4 separate regions of the Sus scrofa genome follow, and all the other regions are linked to region 2. A link is a contact called in public Hi-C and promoter capture Hi-C data. All regions are on one chromosome and are shown on one strand. The core of a region is the stretch at or near the end of the contact, and the rest is flanking DNA. Distances in the headings are between cores, read along the strand shown. Region 1 holds the start of IRF9 (interferon regulatory factor 9). Region 2 holds the start of TM9SF1 (transmembrane 9 superfamily member 1). Region 3 holds the start of TINF2 (TERF1-interacting nuclear factor 2). Region 4 holds the start of EMC9 (ER membrane protein complex subunit 9).

Region 1 (3,214 bases), core at 455-2,954, 36 kb before region 2:
CGGTTAATGAACCTAACTAGGATCCATGAGGATTCGGGTTCAATCCCTGGCCCTGCTCAGTGGGCTAAGGATCCGGCATTGTCCTGAGCTGTGGTGTAGATCACAGATGTGGCTCAGATCCCAAGTGGCTGTGGCTGTGGCATAGGCCAGCAGCTGCAGCTCTGATTTGACTCCTAGCCTGGGAACCTCCATATGCAGCAGATGCAGCCCTAAAAAGCATAAAAAAAAAAAAAAAAAAAAAAAAAAAAAGGTGGTCTGCATGATGGCATCTCTGTGTTCCCTCCCTGGAGGCTGCCTCCCATGCCTCTGTCATATCCCAGCTCTCTTGGGGCTTTGTGGTCCATGGCCTTCCTCCCCCTGACAGAGTCCCTTCCTTCCCTTACCCCTAGGTGGCTGCCGAGTGATGGAGCAGAAGGAGGTGCCCAATGGCTTCCGGGACGAAGCCTGTGGCAAGGAGACTCCTGCTGGCTATGCTGGCCTCTGCCAGTGAGTGGCAGGCAGGGCATGAAGCATGGCAGTGGGGGGGAGACAGAGGGACTGGGTCTCTGGGATCAGTAGGTCCTGCAAGGAGTGGGAGATGGGGCCCTTCCAGGCAAGAGGCAAAGAGAGGTAGTAGCAGGCAGTGGGCGCAGGTTGGCAAGCGCCTACCGAGCCACGGGTGAGGGGTGTCGGTCTTGTTCATCCGAGGATCAGCCAAACAGAAGAACAAATATTTCGCTCTATCATCTCCCCAGGGCACACTACAAAGAATATCTTGTGAGCCTCATCAATGCCCACTCTCTGGACCCAGCCACCCTGTATGAGGTGGAGGAGCTGGAGACAGCTGCCGAGCGCTACCTGCACATGCACCCCCAGCCGCTGCCTGGGGAGGATCCCCCAACCTATCACGCACGCTTATTGCAGGTAAAGCCTTCCCCCGGCCTGGCCCCTGAGCCCACTCCCTAGAAATCCCCTGTCCTGCCTGTGTCTGAGCCCTGTGCTTCGTTTCATCATCTTCTCTCTCCTTCTGCAGAAGCTGATAGAAGAGGTGCCCTTGGGACAGAGTATCCCCCGCAGGAGGAAGTAGCTGAGGGCGAGGGTCCCTTGGTCCGACTTCCTCAGGAGCAGCTCCAGCACTAATAAAGAGGCATTTCCTTGCCCAGGCTTCTTGGTGGTCCTTCTTCCTGACCCCACCATCTGGGGGCACCAGGGAAGGGGGGGTGGTGAACAGAGCTTTGCCAAAAGGGCTCCCTCAGCCCGCTGACCAGCCCACTCTGGACTCAGGCCAAGAAGGAACTGGCCTCGCGGCTGGCCAGGGGAGGCCCTCCGCATCCAGCCCCCTGGCCTGAGCTTCTCTTTCCCTGCCTCCTTGCTTTCACCAAATCCAGCTGATGTGTGGGCTCACCTAGTAGGTAGCAAGCAGGCACTGTAGGGGAAGGCAGATGCCCAAGTAGTACAGAGCTAACCAGCGGCCCCAGGCCAGACTCCAGGATACTGCAGCCTCCCTGGGGAAGCAGCTGTGTCACAGAGATGGTGGGATCCGAGCAAGAAGTGTCCTGAGGGAGGAAAGGGAATGAGGCCCAGCGGGCCAACCATAAGCATCTCAGCTGCTGCTTCCCCCTAGTGGCAACCAGTTGCCCTGCAACTCGGAGACCACGTGATTTCGGGGAAACGGACCTCCCTGAAGGAGAACTGAAACTTAGGGTGGGGACTGTAGAAAGGGGCGGAGAAATCCAGAAGCTGCCTAGCCGGGAGCTGAGCTGTGGTCGGCTGAGCCCTGGGACAGCCTGCACAGCAGCTCAGGTAAGATTAACCAAAAACGGCTGTCAGCCTGGGTCAAGGTCGGGGAAGCCCTGCGGGAGGTGGTGGGTGGGGGCTCCTAGGGACCCCCCTGCTAGACAGAGGAATACCAGAAGGCTTGTGAACCAGGGAGCTGGAAGTTTGGCTTGAGTGAAAGACTGGTCAGGGGCCGGTGTCCCACACCTTATCTGTTGGCAAAGGACAGGAGGACCTACTACCGGGTTCTTGAGGGAAGAAGGCATTGCCCCATCCCCGATTGTTTTGCTGCCTTCTGGCCCTGCCCACTTCCGCCCCAGCTCTGCCCCCTCTCTCTGCCCCACCTACCCCTGGGACAAGCAGGGGGGAGGGTTAGGGGGCATCAAAGGATAAGTTGTGGGGATGGTGGGTGAAGAGGGTTGATGAGGCATCTCAAGCAGCTGCTGTATCTGCAAATGCTTGGGGGTGTCAAGCTCTCTCACTGGGAGCAGGACACCAGGGCATTTTCCTTCCAAACAATAGATTCCTAAAAAGTCTTAAGACCAATTCCTGTTGCCTTCCAGATGCTACATCTTGGTAGTTTGCCTGTTTGTTTGTCTTTTTGCCTTTTCTAAGGCCGTTTCCGAGGCTCATGGAGGTTCCCAGGCTAGGGGTCTAATCAGAGCTGTATCCACCGGCCACAGCCAGAGCCACAGCAGCGTGGGATCCGAGCTGCGTCTGCGACCTACACCACAGCTCACGGCAACGCTGGATCCTTAACTCACTGAGCAAGGCCAGGGATCGAACCTGCAACCTCATGGTTCCTAGTCGGATTTGTTAACCACTGCGCCACAACAGGAACTCCAGATGCTACATCTTGGGATGTTAAAGTATTTCCGGTGATTGCTAGTGATGACAGAAACAAAACAATTCAGCCTCAGAATTCTGAGATATGTCCAGAGACAAAAGACAGAGGGGGTCTCTGGCAGCCCTTTGCCAGAATCCAGTCCCTCTGGCGAGGATCTCACTCTTCCCAAAATGTCCAGTGACAGCTTCCCACTGATCTTATCCCCAGGATGGCTTCAGGCAGGGCTCGCTGCACCCGAAAGCTCCGGAACTGGGTGGTGGAGCAAGTGGAGAGCGGGCAGTTCCCAGGAGTGTGCTGGGACGACGACGCCAAGACCATGTTCCGGATTCCCTGGAAGCATGCGGGCAAGCAGGATTTCCGGGAGGATCAGGATGCAGCCTTCTTCAAGGTGAAGGGCCTGGAAACCGGCCCCTCAGAGGGAGGGACGGAGTATATACACTGGCGCTCTCCCCCTCGAGGCGTTGTGTCCGCCTGGGTTTCAGATAAAGGGGAGATGAAGCGTAGGATCGGCTACGTAATTATCAGAGGCCAGTGCAAAATGAAAATGCAAAACTCAGCCAGCGTCTCAAGACAGCAACAACGGAGCATAAGCCTAGTACGGGCCGTTGTGTG
Region 2 (3,228 bases), core at 604-3,103:
GTATAGCTGTAAAAAAACAAAAAAAAAACAAAAAAGAAAGAAAGAAAGAAAGAAAGAACCACTGTGTTAGACCCCAGTAAACTGGGATTCTCTGAAATGAACAAGTATTGACATGGTTAAGAACCAGAAAAAGGAGATGGGCAAGGCATAAGAAGGTCTGGAGTAGACCAAGGAAAAATTGAGATAGGAACTGCTGAAGAAAAAAGTATGCCAGGGAAAATTAGGTAGAGTGTAAAAGAGCCAGTTGGAAATGCCGAGAGGTAGGAGTGGGAAGACATGACTACATAGGAGTGATAGTTGGTACCCTACTACCAACAGAGAAGCTCTGAGTCTGGATCCCTGGGCACCAACATCAGCTCTGCAATTTACTATCCCTGTAGTCCTGAAAAAGTTACTATGTTTCTTTGTTAATCAAATGCAAATATACCATTTCCCCTGCCTGCCACAAGGGGTTGTAGTTATTATCAACTCGGCCCATTTCCACAAAGCTGCTTTGCAAACCGTAAAGGCACGTTATTAGTCCCTGGCAGGGAGGGCTAAGTTCTAGTCAATGTGGAGAGGCTGACCTGCGCGGAATTGAGCTGCATGTGGCATAGAATTCTCTTCTCCACATTCTCCCGAAAGCGGATCTCGTACAAAGACTCAGCCATTCGGTCCCCATCCAGCACTTCACCCAGGCTAAGGCTTTTGTGACGAATCTTCTCAGGACAGCATACTGGAAGCTGATAGTAGTGGTAAGTCTCCTGAGGGTTATGATAAGGTCCCACTTTGTTGACATACAGAATGACGGGGTCGCCGGCCTTGTAGTGTGTCACACCTTCCACCCCTGGCTCACGGCCTGTGCCCAGCAGCAGCAAGAGTGGCAACCACCGGCAGCTCCAACTTCGAAGGTGCCCTAGAACTGTCATCCTTAGGCAGCGGAACCTGTTTGGGGGAATCCTGCAGTTATCGGAACCAGGGTCAAACGACGCCCAATGGCTCCAATTCCTCCCCTTGGCCCTTCCGACCCTCCCTCAGGAGGCCACCTCCCCAACCGCCACACCACACCACGTCTCTAAACCGAACACTGGGCTCTGCCTCTGCTCCCTAGTCTTCTCAACCTGGGGTACCCCCTCTGCTAGCCCTTCTGCTCCGGACCTCCCCGCGCGCCCCAGCCCGTTTCCATGGCAACGCCACGCGGCCTCGCACCTTCCCGCCGCAGCCCCAGGGTGCTCTCCGCGCGGGAAGGGCTGGCCGAGGCGCCGCCAGCGGCCTCTGCCGCCCCGCAGCAGCCCTTGCGCTCTTGCCGGGGTCTCCCCCAGAGCGGCGCGCTAGCGGGGGCCTGGAGAGGACCCGACGACTGACCTCCACGGGGCTGGCCGCTGCAGTGCCTGATCGCAGCGGCTGCGATCACACCGCGAGACACCGCTCCCAGCTCACTTAAGGGTTCTGCAAGGAGCTTTCCACTGCCAGAGGCCGGGCCCGGCTCTGGAGCCCCCGCGAGGCTTGCCTAGCCTGTCGCTTGGCAGGGGGCCCTCCAGGCGATCGGAAGGGCAGCTCAGGACACGTCAGTCTTACCACTTCCGCCTTCACCCGCGGGGACCTCGGCCCCTTCCTGGAGCCAGCAGGGGGCCACGCCCCCCCCGCGGCCGTTGCTGTTCCAATCCTTCCCGCTTTCCCCGGGAGGGGGCTGCGGTTGAGAACTGGCTTTGGGGACACAGACGCCCCTTTTGGATAAGAGTCGCCGCCAAGCGGGCCGCCTGTTCCCGGCAAGGTTTGGGTTGGACGCCTGAGAACAGTTCCCGCAGCGCGCCCAGTGACTACCCAGGACACCGAGCCCGGGCGGCGGCTGCGCCCACACCTGGTGTACGTCCGAAGCATTTGCGGGCTCAACCAATGGGACTCGCCACCCACTGCTGAGGCCAAGCCCCGAGAGGCGGTTCAGGGCCCCCAGCCCGGGCGGGTGTGAGGCTTTGGGCGTCGCTATGCTAGGACAGCGAGGACACAGCCCATGAAAGGATCGCAGAGTCTGGATCTCACCTGACTATTGCTCTACCAACCGTCATGAGTGGCCTCTCGCCCCAAACCAAATATGTGATACATCTTCCGAAGACTGTACTGGAGCCATGATCTTTTAACGACCGTCCTGTGTCCAGCGATAGCTGAGCCTGGGCCAGGTCTGGTGTAGAAGCACGCAAAGAAATAGGATGTTTGCACTTTTACCCCGTGAGTTGGGCACCCTGACACTTAATGTAAATTGCAGGTAAAGAATCTCAACATGCTTTGATTTCTGTGTCTTTATTTTTATTTACCTGTGTGTATGTGTTTGAGCCTCGCTTAATTTTGTTTTTTGGGTTTGTTTGTTTTTGCTTTTTAGGGCCGCACCCGAGGCATATGGAGGTTCCCAGGCTATGGGTCTAATCGGAGCCTACACCACAGCCACAGCAACGCCAGATCCAGCAGTGTCTGCAACCTACACCACAGCTGACAGCAACGCCGGGTCCTTAACCCACTGAGCGAGGCCAGGGATGGAACCCGAAACCTCACACTTCCTAATCAGATTCGTTTCCGTTGCGCCAGGATGGGAACTCTGCCTTTCTTAATTTTGTATCGCAGATTACTCTGGAAAAGTTTACACTCATTTGTCAAGGGATCTGCCATTAGGCAAATTACCCTGGAGATCAAAACCCAGGACTGTGACTTCGTTTGGCCCCCTGGGAGCAACATGTCGGGAAGCTGACTTAGGGGTCCCTCTCCCTGAGTAAAGACAGCTACAAGTCTCGAGTTGCTTATGGCTTGAAAAGTCCTTCATTTACTCACTTCAGCCCTCCTCTCCACAGGAGGAGGTTCAGATCCTGGAAGTAGGAGACTAAGATTTTTGGACAAAGAATTTTGTAATTAGAAAAGTAAGCTAGAGTGGCTTTGGGATAGTCTTGTATATGACAATCATCTGGTCTCTAAACCTGGGCCTCTTTCACAATTAACCACACCGCCCCACCCCCACCCCACCGCTAAAATCAGTGCCACCAAGGTTCCTCTGCTTTTCTCTCAAATATCTTCGAAATTGCTCTCCATGCTGCCTAGGTTCTGGCCCCATGCCCTCACTTAAAATATGACAACCATCTTGCTAGCCTCTTAGTCACCTCTCCCCTTGGATCCATTTTCCACACTGCTGCTGTAAGGATTTTTTTTCTTTTTTAATCTTAAGGATGTCCTATTTCCTGCAGCAGTGATTCTTTTTTTTTTTTT
Region 3 (3,265 bases), core at 710-3,209, 47 kb after region 2:
GTGGATGCCCACCGAGACTGGATTCTTCGCCGGCCTAGAGGGGCCAGATTGAAGTGGTGGCCAGCCAGAGGTTCTGGGTGCTTCCTTGAGATTGGTCCCTGTGGAAGGTGTGGGCCAGGCTGGGCTTTTGGCAGAGGGTTGTCGAGTGCTGGTCTTGGCTGCTGAGGAGGACTCTGCCCCATGGGCTCTGAGGTGGTCGCTGAGTCAGTAGCAGAGCACTCTGAAAAAGCAAGCAGAGCTGCTTAAAAAGGCAACCTACTGGAGTTCCCCTCCTGGCTCAGTGGTTAAGGAATCCGACTAGGAACCATGAGATTGCAGGTTCGATCCCTGGCCTCGCTCAATGGGATGAGCGTAGCCTTGACCTGTGCTGTAGGTTGCAGGTGCGGCTCGGATCCCGTGTTGCTGTGGCTCTGGCGTAGGCTGGTGGCTATATTTCTGATTAGACCCTAGCCTGGGAATCTCCATATGCCGCGGAAGCAGCCCTAGAAAAGGCAAAAAAGACAAAAAAAAAAAAAAAAAAGTCTCAGGCTAGACATTCCACCCCCAAATTCTTAGTTTTCAGAGATGGTCCTGGTACCTGGAGGTGGCCACCCCATGTCCACAACATACTGGCTCAGGACAAAAGAAGTGACAGAAGCTCCAGGCTGCATCCAATTCAGCACATCCTGAAGCTGTGGGCAAGGAGAAGAGAGGCATAAAGACCACAGTCCTTGACACAACCACCCACATTCTACCCTTAATGTGTTTTGTTCCCAGAAACCTGCTGTGCCTGCAGTGTAGGCAGTGCTTTTTCCAGCTGACACAAGTATTCAAAAAACAGCTTTTCCATGGCAGCCAGGAAAGTTTCCCCATACTCTTGCTCAAGTCCCTGCAGGAAGGAAAGAAGCAGGTCAGAAAAGGACTAAAGAAAAAGCTACACCATAGCTTCCAAAGCTGCCAGTCCCACCTGTAGGTTCGAAGCCAAATCAACAGAATCCTTTGCTAGTTGCTTCACCTGCTGGCAAAAGGTTTCCTGGGCCTCTGAGATTTTCCTCAGATCCTGCTTTGTCTGTTGGGAGTAAGGAAAGCAAACAAGTTAGGGACATCAGGACCAGTGACAGGAAGGAGGAGCAACTGTGCTGCCCTAAGTGTTAACTGGGGGTAGGGCTTCTTCCAGGGACGACTCACGGCTTTGGGGTCCCGCACCACAGGTCCAGACTCTGGGAAGTGGTGATTCAGGGCATTCAGAACCTGGGCCCAAGGCCGGCCCTGCAGGATCAGCTCCACCACCAGCTGTGAAGAATACTGAGCTCAGAATCCCCACGTCGGGGCAAGCTACCCTTTTCCAACCAGTCCCACTCCAGAGCGGTCGGTCCAGCAGAGGACCTCGTATCCCTCCCCTTTCCCCTCAACCAGGTCCTACTGACTCCAATACCTTGGCCTTTAGGCCCATACACAGGCGTTCATGGTGCCGGTAGCGAACCAAGCCAGGGGCAGCAGCGCGCAGGGATCGCAGAAACTCCAATACTCGCGGAAAATGCTCCACGCGCCGTCCGCGCACAACTTGCCAGCTGGCTGCGGCTGCGAAGCGCAGGGCTGCGGGACCAGCCTCCGGGGGCGCGGCCATGGCCGGCGGGCTCCACCCCAGGGGCCGTCCCTTTTGGTTCCTACCTCCAAGGCGAGGCTTCGCGACTCCTCCTAGGGGTGGGGCTTCCGGTGGCCCTCCGACTCCGCTATTTTGGTCTGCGCCGCATAGTTCGCGATCTGAGTCCACACCCTCCCGTGGGTCACTAGAATTCTAGGGTTTTTTTCCCCAACTCTGGATGCAGCCCGAATGGAGAAGCTGGCCAGCTACACTGGCACCAGGTTGCTGTGTCTTAGACGCCGCCGCAGTCTCTAACCGGACGGCTACCTCGCTTCGGCTCTGCCACCAGTTTCCCTACCCCGGAAAAGGGTGGCAGTGGAGAACCAATGGGCCTTCAGGCAGAGGAGACGTGACGTCGCGTCATAAGGCCACGCCCCCGCAGATCCGGCTGCGCCGCTGCCGGCTCCCGCCCACTGTGACCTGCTCTGCTGACGGCCGGTGGGTGGTGGCGAGTGCAGTTTTGGGTCCCGCCCCTGGCCTCGGTGTTTTTTTGCGGAGCATATAGAGAAGTCACGTCTTTCTTTGAGGTCTAGCTTTTTGGTCTTTGAAGGAGGTCTATGCCACTTCCTTTCTCCATTGTCTTCACCTCTCAAATACGATTCCTTAAATCCCGGCACCCAAACCAGCGCCTGCAAAGCCTTTCCCGGCGGCGCGCCGCTGCCATTAAGAATTCAACTGTTCTTCCTTTCACAGAACAGAAGAGGGCGCCCGCCTTTAAAAAATAAAATACAGGGAGTTCCTGGTGTGGTTCAGCGGGTTACGGACCTGACTAGTATGCTTGAGGATGCAGGTTCGATCCTTGACCCTGCTTAGTGGGTTGAGGGTCAGTTGCCTTGAGCTTTGCTGTAGGTTGCAGACGCGCCTCAGATCTAGCGTTGCTGTGGGTGTGGTGGAGGCCAGCAGCGGTAGCTCCCATTCGACCCCTAGCCTGAGAACTTCCATATGCCACGGGTGTGGCCCTAAAAAAGCAAAGGAAATCCAACCAAACAAACAAAAACAAACCCGAAAACAAAGTTTAAAAAGATACATCAGGAGTTCCCGTCGTGGCGCAGTGGTTAACGAATCCGACTAGGAACCATGAGGTTGTGGGTTCGGTCCCTGCCCTTGCTCAGTGGGTTGACGATCCGGCGTTGCCGTGAGCTGTGGTGTAGATCGCAGACGCGGCTCGGATCCCGCGTTGCTGTGGCTCTGGCGTAGGCCGGTGGCTACAGCTCCGATTCGACCCCTAGCCTGGGAACCTCCATATGCCCCGGGAGCGGCCCAAGAAATAGCAACAACAACAACAAAAAAAAAGACAAAAGACAAAAAAAAAAAAAAAGATACATCAGATTGTTACCCTGTTTTTCTCTAGATGGTGAGACTAGGTAATATTCTATGTTTTCTATGTTTGCTATCTTTTCTTTTTTAATCATGAAGTGCTAAAGTAAATAATAAAAATAGATTTTCTTTTTCAAATTGCTTCCGCGCACTTGCTACAGTCAGTCCCCTAATGTAAATGACTGTTTTACTTGTCTTTCTCCTTGTCACAGTTTCTGGTGCCTCTCATTTCCATTGCCAGGAACAGAACCTCTGCACACAATGTACATTTTCTGTTGATTGAATTAATTACCTTCTCTGACTGCCTTACAGGGGTTTAGTGAA
Region 4 (3,233 bases), core at 450-2,949, 55 kb before region 2:
AAGTTGGTATAACCAACCAAATTTATACTGTATACTATATATATGCTGACCCAGAAATTCTACTTATTAAAGAATTTACTGTAATAATAGGACAGTGTCTATAATAACGAAAAACTGGAAACAACCTCAATGTTTAATGTAAGGCATTAAATAAATTATGGTACATCGGAGTTCCCGTCGTGGCGCAGTGGTTAACGAATCCGACTAGGAGCCATGAGGCTGTGGGTTCGATTCCTGCCCTTGCTCAGTGGGTAAAAGGATCTGGCGTTGCCGTGAGCTGTGGTGTAGGTTGCAGATGCGGCTCGGATCTCGCGTTGCTGTTGTTCTGGTGTGTAGACTGGTGACTACAGCTCCAATTCGACCCCTAGCCTGGGAACCTCCATATGCCGAGGGAGCGGCTCAAGAAAAACACAAAAAGACAAAAAAAAAAAAAAAAAAAAGTTATGGTACATCCATACTGATGCTGTATAGCTGTTACGGTAAGGTAGATAATAGTGTAATGATGGAAAGGTGTCAGATATTTATTAAGGAGGAAAAAGCAAATTACAAAACAGTATCAGTTGATCCAGATACATGAGTACTATGTAAGTAGATAACTTTTTCTACATACAGCTGACTGGTGAACAACGAAGGGGTTAGGAGCAGAGACCCTCCTGCAGTTGAAAATCTGCAGGTAACTTTATAGTGGTCCCTCCATTACAGATTCTGCATGGGTATTCAACCAACTGTTTCACCTATTAAGGTCCGCAGGCAGCTCAAACCCATCTTGTTCAATGATCAACTGTATATATAAAAAAACTTTCTTTTTTAAAAAGTTGCTGCTTGGGTTTCCTTTGTGTTTTTTCAGCACTTGTGGGGGGGGTGCATCTCAGTTAAAGCAGGTGTCAGCCTGTTCTTACTGAAACGTAGTTGTCCTCCCCACCCCCAGGGAAACATGTTTCCTTACATTTCCTCACTGCAGTACCAGCCTAGTGCCTGATGTACAGTGCCTACTCCTAAGCTTTTGATGAAGGAAAAATGGAGAGAATGACTAAGAAGGGTTCTCTTGACTCCCCCACCCCATAACCCTTAGCCTTCTGCCTCTGGCACTCACCTCTGGTCGTCCAAAGCTGCATTGGCATGGTAGTACCCTGCCACTACCAGCCCGGCCTGCGCGCCCCACACATCCACCTGCCATGGGAAAGGGACCATCAGTAACTAAATCGTACCGCCCGCCCCGTGGGTGCGCACTATTGCCAAGAGGCCAGGGATGGGCTTAGGGCTGTTAGGGGCTGGTTAGGGTGGTAGGTGGGCGTCCAGCGGCGGCACCTGGTTGAGGGCGACCTCCAGCATGACAGACAAGGCCAGGTGGCTGTGGAACAGGGGGACACAGTCGGTGAGGCACAGGCATTCTCCCGACCGCGGCGCGGGCGCCAGCAATAGCCCGTTGACAGCGGCATGCGGGTAGCGGGCGGCGTGCAGACACATCTTCACGTAGGCCCGGGCGGAGATCTCCACCTCCCCCATGGCGAGCGGGGCCCCCAGCTCTCGTCCGCGAAGCCCCCTCCAACGCCCGAGGGCCCTCTTGGGCCCTTCCCCGTGCCTCCTCACTTAGGTTCGACAGTGGCGCTGACCCAGCTCAAAGACAGCCCACCGGCTCCCGCCGATCTCAGCCTGGCGACCGGCCCCCACCTGGCCCGGAAGGCGGGCGGCCTGGATTGCATGCTGCAGCACCGAGCTCCGCCTCCCCCCGCCCCCAAGTGGCGGCCACAGAGAAGAGCTTGCCTCGGGGACACGGAACCTGCGCCTCCAAGCCTGACCAGCTTCTGGAGTCCCGCCCACGTAATGATCTTTGATAGGTTTAGAGTGTCTCGTTTTGCCCAATCACCAACCGCATCCAATCTTGCCCCGCCTTTGTCTCCGGCGGCTGAAAAAGAACCCACAACGGTAGAGAGCTTCCCTCAAGCTGATTGGCTAGGCTACCCCACTTCGGCTCCGGATTGCAGGATGACTGCGTCTGTTATCTCTGCCGCCCGCCCCTACAGGCCCAGCTGGGTGGAGCCCGCGTCCCGCGTCGGGTGTCTTTGGAACCGTGGAACTTCGAACCAATGTGAGTACACAGGGGACGCCTGACTCCTACTATAGAATGAATGGGTTTGTGCTCTAGGGCGGCTCTGCCACTAACTAATGAGCCATGTTACTTTTGCAATCACAGGTTATCGGGCCGTTGGTTTCCTCAGTGTAATATCTACAGAAATAAAAACGGCTTTGACTGCAAGCGGGGGTAAAGGTCAAAAAGATTTTTATAGACCCATCCTTCCGATAATGTCCTGTGGTATAATTTCCTTAAGCCAAAATGTTTTGGGAGCGTTTTTTTCCCCTCCCAGCTCTTGAGAAGGAACCCAAGCATAATTTTCCCCGGGGAAGCCTCATTCTCTCTTCAGGCTTGCTCTGAGCTGATGGCAAGGGTGGTTTCTTTCTTCATTCCCTGATCTCAGCCGCAGAGCTTTCCCTCTATCTGTCCAAAGTCTGATTATTCCTATAAGGTTCTGCCCAAATGCCGCCTCTTTCAGGAAGAACTCATGAGACCTTCCACATGGAAAAAATCTTGTGAAATCCCCAAATACAGATTATCTTCATGGCTGTCAGGCCATGTAACTGTTATTTAGGATAACTTCTTAAGAACAGGATGGACCTCTTAACTCATCTCTGTCTTCCTGGCACCCCTCCCTTTCCCATCATCGCATTCACATTTAGTAGCTGGACAGAGGTGACACTTTGCTTTCTTTTTTTATTCGTCTTTTTGTTCTTTTAGGACCGCACCCACGGCACATGGAGGTTCCCAGGCTAGGGGTCCAATTGGCATTGTAGCCGTCGGCCTACACCAGAGCCACTGCAATGCGGGATCTGAGCCATGTCTGCAACCTACACCACAGCTCACAGGCAACCCCGGATCCTTAACCCACTGAGCGAGGCCAGCGATTGAACTCACAACCTCATGGTTCTTAGTTGGATTCGTTAACCACTGAGCCATGACGGGAACTCCCACTTTGCTTTCTGAATAAATGACACACACCAGAGGTGATCCACACAAAGTACAGGTCATTTATTTCCCTTACAACCCTGGGCTCAGTACATTGATGGCTTTTCTTCACCCTTTGGGTTGACAATTTTCTCCAGGTTGCTGCTGATAATATGGTAAAGCTCAGCCTGGAAGAAAGCCAGAGGGCAACAGTCAGGTTCCTGGCCTTTCC

Evidence for each region. Promoter capture Hi-C pulls out the DNA fragments that hold promoters and counts their contacts. Hi-C and Micro-C count contacts between places; a contact is called where the count stands out from the background.
Region 1: a promoter capture Hi-C map of liver shows a contact between it and region 2, with 5 times the contacts expected there. The contact joins the promoter of IRF9 here to the promoter of TM9SF1 in region 2. A contact is called at or near these places in 2 of 5 promoter capture datasets (both in liver), 14 of 47 Hi-C or Micro-C datasets (alveolar macrophages, blood, embryonic fibroblasts and 8 more) and 2 of 2 datasets of contacts at active chromatin or transcription factors (alveolar macrophages and skeletal muscle).
Region 3: a contact with region 2 is called in a Hi-C map of skeletal muscle, with 3 times the contacts expected there. The contact joins the promoter of TINF2 here to the promoter of TM9SF1 in region 2. A contact is called at or near these places in 3 of 47 Hi-C or Micro-C datasets (heart right ventricle, liver and skeletal muscle).
Region 4: a Hi-C map of liver shows a contact between it and region 2, with 2.7 times the contacts expected there. The contact joins the promoter of EMC9 here to the promoter of TM9SF1 in region 2. A contact is called at or near these places in 2 of 5 promoter capture datasets (both in liver), 14 of 47 Hi-C or Micro-C datasets (alveolar macrophages, blood, embryonic fibroblasts and 8 more) and 2 of 2 datasets of contacts at active chromatin or transcription factors (alveolar macrophages and skeletal muscle).

Annotation. Positions count from the first base shown.
Region 1 is chr7:75,138,131-75,141,344 of Sscrofa11.1, reverse strand. It overlaps IRF9 (interferon regulatory factor 9), which reads left to right and starts at 1,704. Exons shown (of 9, transcript NM_001078670.1): 1 at 1,704-1,782; 2 at 2,810-2,990. The coding sequence starts at 2,811.
Region 2 is chr7:75,102,596-75,105,823 of Sscrofa11.1, reverse strand. It overlaps TM9SF1 (transmembrane 9 superfamily member 1), which reads right to left and starts at 1,853. Exons shown (of 6, transcript XM_013978190.2): 1 at 1,558-1,853; 2 at 567-924. The coding sequence starts at 908. It also overlaps a transcript of TSSK4 not described here.
Region 3 is chr7:75,055,485-75,058,749 of Sscrofa11.1, reverse strand. It overlaps TINF2 (TERF1-interacting nuclear factor 2), which reads right to left and starts at 1,959. Exons shown (of 8, transcript XR_002345917.1): 1 at 1,415-1,959; 2 at 1,168-1,272; 3 at 947-1,048; 4 at 1-868.
Region 4 is chr7:75,157,700-75,160,932 of Sscrofa11.1, reverse strand. EMC9 (ER membrane protein complex subunit 9) reads right to left here and starts at 1,699. Exons shown (of 5, transcript XR_002345919.1): 1 at 1,591-1,699; 2 at 1,094-1,170. PSME2 (proteasome activator subunit 2) reads right to left here. Exons shown (of 11, transcript NM_214279.1): 11 at 3,067-3,189. The coding sequence ends at 3,109.